2 separate regions of the Zea mays genome follow, and region 2 is linked to region 1. A link is a contact called in public Hi-C data. All regions are on one chromosome and are shown on one strand. Each heading gives the region's core, a stretch centred on a gene start, on an enhancer-like site or on the middle of the called end of the contact. The rest is flanking DNA. Distances are from core to core; before and after follow the strand shown. Region 1 holds the start of LOC100384492 (eukaryotic peptide chain release factor GTP-binding subunit ERF3A). Region 2 holds the start of LOC103641531 (primary amine oxidase).

What was found. A called contact is a pair of places that touch in the nucleus more often than the background predicts.
Region 2: a Hi-C map of leaf mesophyll shows a contact between it and region 1, with 3 times the contacts expected there. The contact joins the promoter of LOC103641531 here to the promoter of LOC100384492 in region 1. A contact is called at or near these places in 8 of 25 Hi-C or Micro-C datasets (bundle sheath, ear, leaf and 2 more) and 1 of 3 datasets of contacts at active chromatin or transcription factors (leaf).

What each region holds. Positions count from the first base shown.
Region 1 is chr10:105,647,435-105,654,951 of Zm-B73-REFERENCE-NAM-5.0, forward strand. It overlaps LOC100384492 (eukaryotic peptide chain release factor GTP-binding subunit ERF3A), which reads right to left and starts at 2,534. Exons shown (of 17, transcript XM_008664865.2): 1 at 2,159-2,534. The coding sequence starts at 2,357.
Region 2 is chr10:105,844,299-105,851,815 of Zm-B73-REFERENCE-NAM-5.0, forward strand. It overlaps LOC103641531 (primary amine oxidase), which reads right to left and starts at 3,457. Exons shown (of 5, transcript XM_008664867.4): 1 at 1,890-3,457. The coding sequence starts at 3,245.

The sequences.
Region 1 (7,517 bases), core at 1,284-3,783:
CACATGCCTCCCCTCATGTGATGTACTGCTATTTTTCTTTCTTAATAAAATGGCACGCAGCTCTCCTACGTCGTTCGAGAAAAAAAATCTTATCCATGGTTCTAAAAAACTAAATGAACTTTCATTTACTCTCGATTAAACCTGAAACTGACCCCTAGTGTCTCGTATAGGGCCTGGGCATCCAATAAAACCATGGACATGTCTATGCAGTGTGTGTAGATGTGGGGCAGTGCTTAAACAGCACATAAACACAAAAAAGTGATGGCCTGGCTGGTTTGGTGGCTATGTGTGACCGCGCCGGCTGGCATGAAAAAGGTATGCAGAAGAGCCAGTGAAAAGGGAGACAGGACATTTGAGGATCAAAATTGCAAGTCCCTTGATGCTTCTTTGCAAGTTAGCAAGAATTGGAATCACAATTGTCTGAATGTGTTACAATTTCTTCTGAGATTGAAGTTGAGCATTTAATCTAAGCCATATGTGTTTCCAGAAAATAATAACTAATAAAAAAGCACAAACGCTTAAGGGGGTGTTTGGAAGCAAAGTATTTTTGGAGTTTTGAGATAAAACCATGGTATTGGAGAATACCATGGTATTTTTTGCCAAGAGGTGTTTGACTACCTTGTAAAAAAAATATGTTTTGGATACCATAGCTTGGCAGTTACCATGGTATTTTTGGAGTGTTTGAAACTCCAATCCCAAATTTTTGTCTATGACTAGCTTCTTGCACATGTATAATAAATAACATGGTTTGAGATATTTTTGTTAGAATACCCGATTAGGGTTTGGGGTTTTCCCCGTGTAATTACTGTCTCCCCCTCTGTAATGGGCCTGGCCCAGTTACTCCAGTCTATTAATAGATTACCCAACCCCTGTTAGGGTTAGGGTTTCCAATATGGTATAGAGCCAGTTTTTTTTCTTTTCCCCTGTTAGGGTTAGGGTTTCCAATAACTTTGTCTCCGAGTGATGTAAAAAATACTATGGTTATGCCAATGGCATTTCAAAACTATAGTATTCAAAAACCATGGTTTTAAAATACTTTCCTTCCAAACAGCCCCTAATATGTTTAATCTATGTTTAGTCCATCTAGGTGCTAGGAAGTGGCCTGGTGGCTTTTGGTGACTTGGTCTTATCTAAGATCGAGTTGGACTAGGAGGAATGGTTTTTACATGTTTGCCTATGGCAGGCATGTTGCATAAGAGGATTAGCACATGAGCATTCAGACATGAAGCATATCTGTGGAGCTGCGGTTTCATTTGCTGGGTTCTAGGTGTGATGCACGAGGAAGAGAGGTAGAAGTGTCTTGGAGGAGTGTGTGGCAGTCTACATGAACCACAAGGTGCACACAAATGGGTAAAGGAGCATCTATTTCATCAGACATAAGAATTTTGAACCATGGTTGTCAGAAGTTCCCTTACTTGCTCTAATGAAAAATCTCACTCAAGGGATTTTCCATTCATGAAAATGGCCAGTGTCCTAAAAGTTGGTCACCTAGCGTGCTTAGGAGCTAGGCAACACCCTTCTCCTAAACGCTTAATTGCTACATAGCCTTCCTAAGTAACACCGCACTTCATCAGACTTTTTTTAAAAATTGCACATGCATCGCTATAAATGTGTCTGATCAAGCACACTTATTTGGAAATTGCAAATGCATGGATTGATTGTTGTGTGGTCAAGCAAACAGCAACAACAAAAGATGAGCCAAAGAAAACCTTTTCAAGGACAGTCTATAGAATCACAATTACAAACAGACAAAAAAATAGAAGCACAAACTGCTAATGTACAAACCACCTATGGATGATCGTCAACTTACTCATAGAGGAACACAGAACTACAAGCATATCATGCCAAAACAACATACACCCAAGAATCCTGGCTCGGGTCTAGCTACAGTAGCTTGCGTGGACCGGGTAAATCTAGTAGTTGAATTTCGCTTTGAAGACATATCCCTGCCACAACATAATCTCCATCGTCCTAATTTGTTTTCCGCGGCAGCAAGCCAGCAACCCCTATAAACGAGACCCTGACCCTCATAAACCCAAATCTACGCATAATCGAGGGCCATAGCACTACAGATCGGCGCCTAAGAGGCTTAGATCTAAGCAAATAAGCCGTATAACAGCACGAGCGAAACATAGGTAGGTAGGGCCGAGAAGGGCACCTTCTCCCGCAACCGCGGCCGAGGCCGAGGGCGCGGGCGGGGTATCAGCGCCGGAATCCACTGCAGCTACCTCCGGGGGGGTGGCGCTTGATTCGACGGACATGGGCTCCGCGTCGTCGCGAGCCCAATCATCGACGGTGGCGTCCTCCGGTGGCGGGACTGCGTGCGACGACGCCTCGGCGTGCGCGTCGTGCTCCATCCCGCGATGCGAGGGCAAGGGGAGCACGAGGTGGCGGCGGCGGTGGAGAGACACTGCTGAGCTTGGGCGCCGGATGTCTAGGGTTTTTGCGTGTTCGGCGTATTTGGATTGTGTTTCAGCCAGGGGTGTGGCGTGTGGCCGTGTGGGCGGTCGGACAGTCGGTGGCTGATTATGGCCATGTTCAGCTTATTTCAACTTCTAACTAACTACTATCAAAAGCTGTTGTAGTCTTGTAGACAAAAACACTCAATTTTCTATAAAAATTAATTTGATATAACCTATTCAAAATCAACATAAACACAAAATCAGTCGAGTCGTTGAAATAGTAAGAATTCGTCATTTTTTAGATCATGAATTATATGGACAACTTTATCTTTCTGCGCACGTAATTCCAACGATACCTAGATTCTCCCCCACAGTCAGATTCTTAGAAAAACTGGTCAGAAAAAAGCTAAACCAAACAGGCCTGCTAGCATGTTTGGATGCCGATATTAGAGCATATAATTAGAAAATTAGAATCAGCTTTTCTAAATTTATTGTTTGGTTGCACACAGAATTGAGATTTGGAATCGTATATTTAATTCTCTGGAATTGGACTATAACTACAAACTCTCTTTCTCCATACCGAGTGTCACCCCTCTACATTGCATGGAATTAGACCACACAATTCCAAACTCTAATTCAGCAACATCCACACAACAGAATTGGAATTACATCTCATTTTAATACAATGACTGATTTGATATTGAATCCAATTCAATTTCACGCCCTCCAATATCAACATCCAAACGGAGCATTACTGATGTCGTGACCCGCTGCTACGTTGTCTGCGTGCTGTATATACTAACTCCAGCACTCAAATGACTTTCATTAACTATTCCAGCCCCTCTCTTATCTCATCTATTATCTCATCTCATATTTCAAACTTTATTATATAAATAGTGATATCTATAGTGCAAATCCACTATTTTACAAGATCTGCTATGGACAACCTTACTTGCCTACCATAACTATTCATCTCCGCCACCTATAAGATTATCTCCAGCAGCTTACTCATCATCATACTCATACTAGCTGAGTGCCCGTGCGTTGCAACGGTAATATATAATACCAGTATACTACGATAACTTATATATAAAATGTGTGTTATATTGTTATGAGAAAATGTTTCATAATCAATTTGTGATCCTAGCCATACATAAATTTTGTTATTTTAATCTAGTTGTTTCACCACTACATTGCAACCATCAGTATCATGCAGACTTCGATATATGACACGATTTGTATGGTCTCATCATTAGAGAGCACGTTCCACATATGCTGGAAGAAATTTCCTCGTACATCGTTAGTCATCAGACACGCACCACCATACGCTCTTGCTTAAACAAAAAGGTAAATGTGTGTGTTTGCGAAGAGAATTAAAGGTAGGTCGGCACAAAAGCTACCCTGACGGTGGCGAGGATGACGAACTGGTCACTGTTGTCGATCCTCCTCTGCGTCACCTCCGACGCTAAGATGACGCCACAATCCTCGATATAGTAGTCGTCGAACGCGCGCGACATGACGAGTACCGATGACTCTTGGTTGGGCTGCCAAACGAAGTGTACCCCGGGCTCATCAGCGAGGTAGTACCCCTGGCCGTTGCACCACCAAATGCGCTACTCCACTACATACATCATGTTCGAGGACACTCACACAACGTCAGCAACGTCCATCGTCCCAGCGCACAAGAATTCATGTCCGGTCAGTAGCGACTTACGTGGTAGGTTGGGCTTCAGGTGGACGATGAGCTAGACGACGTGATGGCGTCGTCGTCAGATGCGGTGTCCAGAACAACCCGAGAGTCGTCGATGTTGGCGACAACCATGAGGCCTCCCTGCTTAACGATGGATAGCGCGGTGCAGCTGCTCTGGACCGCGTCCAAGTGGTGGCTTCGCGGGAGCTTGTCGTACACAGCGGCGCATGCGACCACGTAGTACTGCTTCTAGAGGTCGAACTGACAGTCGCCAAGCTTCTTCTCGTCATCGATGAGCGACGCTAACGTGAGTGCCTCCTGCTCATGGTGTTTGTTCGGAGTTTCAAGTAAGAAACATGGATTCATGCTTGGCGTTGGTTTATGAAAATGACTCAGAAGTCTGATCTATGGAAAAAATATTACGGAGAAAAATGTCACGCATGCAAAAAAAGAATTTAAGTATAATACATTATTCAAACAAAAGAAATTGCATACAAAGCTCTTCTTTAAATAATATTACCTCCATCCAAAAATCTAATTCAAGAATCTCGGTGATACTTATCTACTATTACGCATTGTGAAAGGGTAGCAAGTGAGCTTGGTGAGAGATGTAGTAGATGTGTTTCCTGTCATAAATGTAGACATAAACACATATGTGGTGTAGTGGTAGCTACTCCTAGCCTTTGCTTAAGAGGTCATGGGTTCAAATCCCCTTGAGGACATGTGTTTTTTTTAATTTTAGCTAGACGTGGACTGTACGGGGGAATGATGGGAATGACAGACATGGGAATGGGAATGGGAACGGTGGCAGAACAGGAATGACAGAACAGGAATGGTGGCAGAACACGAGAATGGTCGACTACTCTTGCAGCCTTAATAGTAGTAGAGAAGAGATTTAAACTTCACTCTACAAAAAAATGCAATCTACAAGTTACAACAATGGTGTTTGGGGTAAACTATAAGTAAACTGCTAGAGCTGGCCTAAAATAGGAGTGGCTCCATCTGCTACCCATTCTCACGAGGTCTCCTCTCCGCAGCCAAATTGTTGTCCTCATATGTTCCCCATCCACCCACCTCACGCTTCGTTCCGACTGTTGGTCACTTGTTTTCAATTGCTACATGCATACAAAATAAGGCAACATAAGTTAAGAAGTTTGAACTTTTGTCCTTATGTTATTATTTCTTCGAAGTAATAACTTGAGGACGAAGGTTCTTGAGGGGCGATGTGTACAAAATGATATTGTGTGAAATGACAGTGAACAATAAAGTATGAGACTCATCTCATGTGCCTTAACATTCTTTATTCCATCTCCCTTCGTGCTAAACAAGTTTACAAACATACATTCGACTTCTTTGCACAAAATAGCTTGAAGATACTTTGAAGGCTAAGCGAAACGAAGCTTAAGGCCCTTGATAGGTGAATTTATATATGGCATTGCTCACCTATTTATAGGGAAGTTGAACTGTATCTCATGAAATTACATACATGCCCGCAAAGTTTACACACATGATTAACAAGTGATACAAGGGCAATACTTCCTTTTCTCTTTCTTTCTTGTCGCACAAGACTTTAGCTTCTCCCCCCTCGTCACTTCGTAGTTGAAGCCTTCCTTATACCGAGCATGGTGATCTTTGGTTCACACCATAGCTGTATATAGACGAAGCTTCTTTATTCATCGCTTAAGTCGAAGGTTAGCTTCATATGTCCTTCGCAATATATCTGAAACATATTTATTTACACCGAAGTAAAGGTGTCTTGCGGCGGCAAGATTGGCCCCAAACAGTAGCCCCTTGTGGGATGAGTTCGTTCCTTCATAACAAGCTTAAATCGCAACAACACAATTGGGAGTGTAAGGAAAATGGACCTCGGCCCATTTGACTAATTAATTTTGGTGTTTGATGATCAACATAACTTGTGGACTAATGTGTTTGTCAGTGTTTGTGTTTGTAGTTCATAGGATGCGAAGAGGATTGGACTGAGACTCTAAGGATGCAACACCTCAAAAGAAGACCTAAAAGATGAGTATAAGTCCAAGACTCAAGTCCAAAAGAAGCCCAAGAACATAGTGAAGAAATCTAAGAAGTGGGCAATCAGCTAACACTCTCGTGGCGCACCAAACATGTCTGGTGTGCACTAGACAGTTTGCGTAGAGAGCTCCACGAATTGGACTCTCGAGTGTTGTAGCACCGGACTGTCCGGTGTTCACCGGACAGTCTGGCCAACGGTCGGCAACAGATCTTCCAATGGTCGACTGTTGCAGCCCTCAATAGTCGACTAACATGGCCAGGACACTGGACATGTCCGGAGCGCACTGCATTGTCTGGTGCGCTTGACGACAGAAACAACCAGCTTTCTATCCAACGACTATAATTGAGGTTGAGGCTATTTATACCCCTCCAACCGGCCATTTGGAGGTGTGGGAGCCCAAGCAACATACCAACACATGTTATAGACATTTTCAAGTGATTATACACCCAAGTGCTTAATAGAATCACTCGGTGATTAGCGTAGGTGATTTGGGAAGTGCTTAGGATAGTTAGACCGCTTATGCGCTTGCTTTACGTGATCCTAGTTAGCTGACTGAGTTTAGAAAAACCCACAAAACCTTTTGGCTTTGTGCGAGCCGTTGTAATTGTAACGAGTGAGGCGTGAGTCTTGCGAGACCGTGACAACCGAGTTTATGTCACGGCCACCACTGTGTACTGGAGGGAACGAGGCCCGCAACATTTTGGCCGAAAGCTCGATAGTGGAGACGGCGGGGAGCGTCCGAGAGGAGTCGAAAGCATAGCACCACTTGACGTGGAGAAGGCCTGTGGCTCTCTACGAAGTTACTCGTCTATGGTGCTTGGTCCTCGCGTGGGCTACCCTTTGCGTAGGGGCACCAACGAGTATTAGTCGGCACCTTGAGTGGTTCTAGATACCTTAGTAAAAATACTTGCGTCATCCACGAGAGTTTGCTTTCTCTACTAGCTTTTTAATCTTCCGCATTTACTATATCTACTTAAGTTTCAAACTTTACTATTCTTAGTGTACAATATACAGGATTGGAACTTCGATTGCATATGTCCTTTTGCGGTAGAGATAGAAACACATAGACTAAACCTAGTATTGTCGGGGACCATAATTACGGGTACCCCCAAGACTCCTAATCTCAGCTGGTAACCCCCATCAGCACAAAGCTGCAAAGGCCTGATAGGCGCAATTCAGGTCAAGGCTCCGTCCCCTCAAGGGACACGATCTCGCCTCGCCCGAGCCCAGCCTCGGGCAAAGACAGTCGACCCAGGAGGATTCACGTCTCGCCCGAGGGTCCCCTCAAGCAACGGGCACACCTTCGACCCGCCCGAGGCCCAGCTCGGGCAGGCTTCGCGGGGAAGCAACCTTGGCCATATCGCCTCGCCAGCCGACCGGATCGCAGGAGCATTCA
Region 2 (7,517 bases), core at 2,207-4,706, 200 kb after region 1:
AGACTCCAGTATACAGAAATGCAGAAATTATTCTTCCCGTTTTGCGGTGCTGCTAATATAATAATACAGTACAGTATAAGAACAAATTAACCAAATGGTCAACTTTGGGGTGTTTAGTTTCTAGAGACTAATTTTAATTCCCCCGTTCTTTTCTATTTTAGTCTGAATTGTTAAAAAAGAAAACTAAATTAGAGTTCTAGTTTTTGTTGTACTTGACAATTCAGAAACTAAAATTAAATAAAATATAGAGACTATAAATTAGTCCCTATAAACCAAATACCACGATCATTTTGTGATGCACGAATAATAATCATGAATAAATGTGTCAAAGTGGACTCACGGTAGTCGATGTCATTCGTTTGGCATCCGGCGTGTCACTAGCACTTAGGCCAGTGTTTTACTGTCGTCCACTCCTTAATAATCTTTTTGCTTTGTAGAAGTTTCAACTTTTCAGAGAAAAAAAAATCTGGGAACGAAGTGTTTGTGTGCTCTTGTTCAAGATTCTTTCCCGTTCTTTCATGACTAGCGTTTGAGGCGTGTCCTTTCAGGAGAAAGCAGAAAGGGACCTCTACTGTCACGTTGAAAGCATCACTGATGATGTGTACAACACCACTGTCAGTCACAATTTTTTGCTACTAGCTAATAATAAACATAAATTCTGATTTCATTGGCTAAATTTCGTATTCTACCACATGCGTAATCATAAACATTTAGCCTTTGTTCGGTTATTGATATTACATGTGTATTAACGGAGTGTATTGTGATTGAAATGTATTTTGACTTGTTATGGATTTAAACCGGCTCAATCCCACCCAATACATGTGGATTATCACCAAAACGAACAAGCCCTTATCAGGAAAGGTTGAATAAGGCTCTGTTTAATTCTTTTAGTCCATGCAAAGTTTAATTAGAAGATTAATGTTTAATCCATGACATGTTTGGTTCTAGGGACTAAAAGTATTTAGAATGCATTAAATGAATCATAAGATAATTAAAATACCCTTAACATTTTTCCGCTATTAGCGCAACTGAAATAAAGAAGAAACAAAAAGTGAAATTTATATGGTTTAGTCCCTTTTAATTATCTCTTGAGAGACTAGAGACTAAAACAGTTTTTTCCCTATTTTAATCTCACTATTTAGCAATTTAGAAACTAAATAGGACTAAAATAGATAGACTAATATTTAGTCCCTCAGACCAAACAAACCAAACGGGGTCTAAGCACGCTGTCAGATACTATCAAAGCTTTTGTTTATCGCATCTATACAATTCAAGATTCTCGCCCTTAGTCCTAGTGCCGGGAATATCTTTAACACACTCTTTTGTCAGCTAGCTTCTGCCGCAAGTAGGTAAAGAGCCTATCGTATTGAGGAGGGAACAGCTACCTGTACCTATCTAATGTACGTAACGTATGTAGAGATGTCCAAACGGGCCGTCCGGGCCCGGTGAAGCCCGGCCCGTTTTAGGCCTGGCCCGCCAGACACGGTTAGGAAACCGGGTCGGGCCTGCTAAGCCCACGGGCTTGATTCTCTGTCTGAGTCCGGCCCGTAGTGGGCCTGGCTAAAAGCGGGCTAAGCGGGCCGAAAAGCACGTTTTAGTGTAAAAAAGCGGGCTTAACGTGCTTAGAGGTAAACGGGCTGTGCCGAGCTAGCCCACCGTGCCTAGTTTCCTGTCCGAGCCCGACCCGCTTATTCGTGCCGAGCCGGCCCGGACCCGCATAGAACCGGGCCGTGGCGGGCTCGAACCGGGTCCAAACAGCGGGCTTCGTGCCGGGCTCGCGGGACTCGTGCTTTATGGCCATCTATAAACGTATGACAAAACCCTAGGCGTCTCGCAACACAACAAGGATCGGAGAGGACAAAATGACGAGTGCAAAGAGCACAACTTACGTCCAAGCCGGTGATGGGGCTCTCCGAGTGTCTCCACGCGACCTCACCGGCGTACCGCTCGAAGACGCAGATCATCTTCTCGCGCACGTAGGGCCGTCCGTCGGCGGCCACGAACACGCCGTCCAGGTAGCGCGCGTGGCGCGGGCAGTCGTTGAGCGGCACCAGCGGCATGGCCTGCAGGCCGAAGCCGTACTCGCCGGCGTCCATGTACGTCTTGAAGTACCACGCCTCGGTGGGGTCCATGTACGGTACGAACAGCTCCGACGCCATGCCCTTGTACAGCACCTCCCGGTGCGCGCCCGTGCCGGGGTCCTGCACCCGTGCGCGCGACACCACCATGCCGGCGCGCGCGTCCGCCTTGAGGTGGAACTCCCACCCGCCCCACCGCACCGTGTGGCCGTCCACCAGCTCCACCCGCGGCCCTGACGACGGCCCCGGTTCCATCGACGGCGCCCGCACCTTCTGGAACCCCGCTGTCTGCTGGTCGTCGCCTTCGTCTTGCATGTGGCGGGAGTACCGGTAGTCGGTGTTGGCGGCGGGCGGGATGGGGATGCCGGCGCCGCGGTCGGAGATGCGGACCACCTCCCTCGTGTCCATGTCCACCAGCACGGTGAGGCCCTCGATGGGGCGCATGTAGAAGTTGGCGGTGCCCTCCGCGGAGAAGCACTGGATCTTGATCAGCCGCCGGTTCTCCTCGCTGGGGCCGTACCACCCGAGCGAGATGGGCAGGCAGGCGACATCGGACAGGCGGACGCCGTGCCGCTGGATGGTCGCGTTGAACGCCGGGTCCCTGAAAGGCGTGTAGCAGAGGAGCACCTGCTCGTCCATGGTCATGGTCGGGTACCCGGAAGCTGGGACAGGCAGAGGAGTCACGGCGCCGCTGGCGAGGTCAATGGCCAGGACGAAGGCCTCACCGCGGAACCGGACCACCGCCACCGCGCGCCGCGGGGGCAGCGGGTCGACGCCCTTCCGCCAGCTCAGGACGACGGGCTTGTCCGGCTCGTCGAGCGCGAGCGAGTGCACGAACATGGACGACGGCGACGATGCGAACGGCGGGTGCGCGCGGAGGAGCTCGCGCGCACGGTTTACCTCGCTGATCGTCAGTGGGTCGAGCGGGTGCCGCGGCACGTCGTTCTCGTGCGACGGCGGCTTCTGCTTAATCCGGTCGGCTTGCCGGCACCCCCACGGCGCGAACCGGGTGCAGCTGCTGCCCGCGGTGGCTTCGTCATCGAAGAGTGAGGTGGTGGGTGTGTCGATTCCACGTGGGAGGCGGAAGGCGGAGCGGACGACGAGGAGCACCAGGGCTGCGCCAAGAGCAAGCAAGATGAGCCGGAGCAGGGAGGTGGAGCGATCCATCAGAGCAGCTCTCTTCTTTTTTTCTCGTTTCTTTTTTGGTCTTAAGAGTGAGCTACCGAGTGAGAAGCGGGTCAGTATATGTACATATGGCGAGGTGTGTGGCTGCGCTCTTTGGCAGTCGGTGGCACTTGGCAGGGAATATCCAATGTGGACGTGTACGGACTACGGAGTCGTGTTTTTTTGAAGGAATTATATATATCATTAGAGCTGAAAAAAAGGCGTTTAAATGAACTAAATGAACTAGTGTATAGAGCTCACATGTATCATTAGAGCTCGAAACGGGTCGTGAGTCTCCGAGCTATGGCTAAATGAACTAGTGTATAGATGTTTAAATGGGTGGCCCATACCGATCCGACCCTAGCAGGTGGAAGCACTGTCTGATTAAGCACGACACAGTTAGACCCGAATACGTATATGTGACGTGTTGGGCTACTCGACAAGCTCAAACCAATGAATAAGCCAGGCACGGGATGGGCCAACTATGAACTATGTCGGGCCAGCCCGATAAGCATGGCTCGAGAACAAACCATGTTAGCTCAACCCCGCCTCAATCTTGCGGTTGCGTACGTACCCGACGAAGAGCACGTTGAACAGAATGGGTCGGCGAACCCAACACCTAGGCCACGACGTATGACGACACCTAGGACATGTATGTACGTAGACGTACAACATTGGATGACGCTACGTATGTAGCCTTAGCTGCTAAACTCTGACTTACTTGCCTCTAGCGAAGCATCCGCATGTGGCAAAGGCGACGGAGACGGCGGGGTCAAGTGCACGCCAGAGATGTGGTTGACGGAGTAGAGTAGACCACCACCAAGATGGTCACCAAGATGGTCAGGCCCCACATGGCGCAGATGTCTGGGAACGTTTGGCCACTCTCTCGGACCAGGCCGATTTCAAAGCTCGATTAATAACGGGCCATGCCCGGGCTAGCCCAATTGCCCTAAACTCATGTCGAGCACGACACACTGACTGTGCGGGGCTGGGCCCAGACCCATAGCGAATTGTGTCGGACTTTGCTAGTGTTAGGCCTAAAAACGGGCTTCGTGTCAGGCTCATGGGCCACGCGCTTCTTAGACTTGTATAGTGAAAGGGAAATAGGCTTACACCTTTTACTAAATGATTTTGGTGGTTGAATTGCCCAACACAAATAATTGAACTGACTAGTTTGCTCTAGATTATACATTCTACAGGTTCCAAAAGTTCAACACAAACCAATAAAAAGAACAAGTTAGGCTTCAAAAGAAAGGAGCAAAAAGGAAACCAGAGTGTGCCCTGGTCTGGCGCACCGGACTTGCTCTAGATTATACATTCTACTGGTTCCAAAAGTTCAACACAAACCAATAAAAAGAACAAGTTAGGCTTCAAAAGAAAGGAGCAAAAAGGAAACCAGAGTGTGCCCTGGTCTGGCGCACCGGACAGTATCCGGTGCACCAGGGTGAATTCACTAAAACTCCTCAGCTTCAGGTTTCTCAGGCGCAGCTCCACTATAATTCACCGGACTGTCTGGTGTGCCACTGGACTGTCCGGTGCACCAGCGGAGCAACGGCTATCTGCGCGCAACGGTCGACTCTGACGGATGAACAGTGCAACACAGTGTCGTGGCAGAAGTCAGAAGTCAGTGCAACACAGTGCCACATGAGGACAGAGCCTCCAACGGTCGACCAGCTCCAAGCCCTAACGACAGGATGACGTGGCGGTGCACCGGACACTGTCCGATGGCGCACCGGACACTGTCAGGTGCGCCCATCGCCAGCAGCCTTCTCCAATGCCTACAATTTGGTTGGTGGCTATAAATACCACCCCAACCGGCCACTTCAAGGTGTGGGAGCCCAAGCAACATTCCAAGTCATATAGTTGACATATCCAAGCCCTCCCAACCACCTCTATTCATTGATCCATCCTATACACAAGATTTAGACCACTACAACCCACACAAGTGCCACAAAAGAGAGAGCAAGCAAAACAAAGCTTCTCGTGTGAGTTTAGCTCTAGTGCCTTGTGAGATCCATTGAGAGAAAGTGTGTGCTACATCTTGCGTTCATTTGAGCGTGGAGATTTGACTCCCATTGAACTTCCTCCAAAGTTTTGGAGGCTTGTAAAGCTAGCAAGAGACACCTAAGTGTGTGGTGATCCTTGCGGGGTCTTAAGTGATCCTTGAGAAGAAGAAGAGCTCTCCGGTCTTGGGGATCGGTAGAGAGAGGGAAAGGGTTGAAAGAGACCCGTCCTTAGTGGACTCCTCAATGGGGACTAGGCCTTCGAGGGCCGAACCTCGGTAAAACAAATCACCTGTGTCCCTTGTGTTTATTGCTTGTGATTTGTTTGTTCTCTCCCTCTCTAAGTTCTCTTGCGCTACTCTTTGCTAATATCTTTTTGTGTTGCTTCAACTTAAAATCACATTTAGAGAAGCAACGCCTTACAAGAAAGAACTTGTGTTATTGCCCTTCTTATCTAAGCCCTTTTGCTTTATTCTCAATTGACCTATTAGTTGTATTGATTTATCAATTCCGCATTATTTGAAAGCAATACTCTTTACAAGCAAAGGACTTAGTTTTTATACTCCGATAATTGTGTATCTTGTTCTAACCACTAATCAAGGGATCTAGTTTGTATTTAGAGCTATAATTTTCTGGTTTCGCCTATCCACCCCCTCTAGGTGACTTTCAATTGGTATCGGAGCTAGGCACTTCATATTGAGTCTAACAACTCGAAGTGATGGCTCGAGGAAGATCCCAAAAGAACAAGAAGACACCTCCGAAGGAAAACAATGAGGTAACTCTTGAGATATTGCTTCCCGATTGTTCTAATTATGATTCATAGTCTACTATGGTGATAAATGCTTTTAGAACCATAGATCCACAATTAGAACAAATGTTAGACAAGAGTATCATTCCTTCTAACTATGATAGGAAAAATGCTTCGGAGGAAGATCTAACATATATACGCTTAAACTATCTAGCTTATCACATCTTAAGTAAATCTCTTAGCAAGGAAGATTATCGTGCCTTCATAATAAGATGTGATGAACCTATTTGTGATGCGCATGATATTTGGACTAGAATTAAAATCATTTGATGAGTCCAAACATGATAGTTCATTTTGTGCTTCTACTTCCTTTGGTATTTGTGAAACTAACCCTTTGAAGGAAGAAGAAGAAAATAAACGATGGAGACCAAACGATGAATCCACCTCTCCAAAAGGTTTGTCTTCCCATTTAGATTCCCACATATGTTGTGTGGCTAATGAAAATGATAGTGGAAGCACAAATGAGGATGAGGAGGATGAAAGAAGCTTCATGCAACTCTACGCTCATCTAAGTCTAGAAGATAAGGCGGTCATGCTCAAACTTCTAAAAAGGGCGAGAGAGCAAAGCGAAGCTCGTCAAATGCTAGAAGATGTTCTCTCCATGAAAATGCTAAGCTTTGACGAGTTGACTAAAGAACATAAGGAGCTAAAGTGCTCTCATGTTGATTTGGTCCAAAGGTATGAAACTATTTCAATTGAGCAAGATAACTCTTTACATTGTATCGCTCAATTAGTAAGTAGGAATGCCTTGCTTAAGGACCGAGTAGAAAAGCTAAAAGATGAAAATCTAGCTTTTCAAGAAAAATATGATATGCTTCTATGTTCTCATGAAAATCTTATGGATGATCATATCATATTAAATATTGCTCATGAGGTTGTAATAGAAAACTTAAAATCACAACAACCTCAATCATGCACATGTATTCAAATTGAAACTATATTACCATGTGCTAATGCTTGTTGTCCGTCGACAAGCAAATCTTCCTTTGAGCAAGAATTTGCAGGAACAAAAGATGATACATATCAAAAGCTCGAAGAAGAAAATGAGAGGCTAAAAATGAGCTTGACACAACTAAAAGGGAAGTGCATTGCTCAACCTTCTCAAGATAACCGTGATCACATGGTGAAGAAGCTTGAGACGGGAACAACCGTGGCATGCACTAAATCCTTTGAAGAAAATGTCAAGGACTTGAGGATTGCTAAGAGGAGGGAACAAAAGAAGAAAATCAATACCTCTTCTAAAAGCCTCAACCATGCCTCCATAGAAGGTAACATCCAAAGTAATAATCAAGTCACACTTCACACTAAGAGAAGTAAGAAGTGTAGTGAATGCTTTGAAAAGGGACACTCGATTAGGTCATGTCCCTATATTAAAAATGACTTGATTATTAACAAGGATAATAAACTTTGTTTTAAATTCTCAAAGAAGGGACACTTAATTAAGACTTGTCCATATTTGAAACA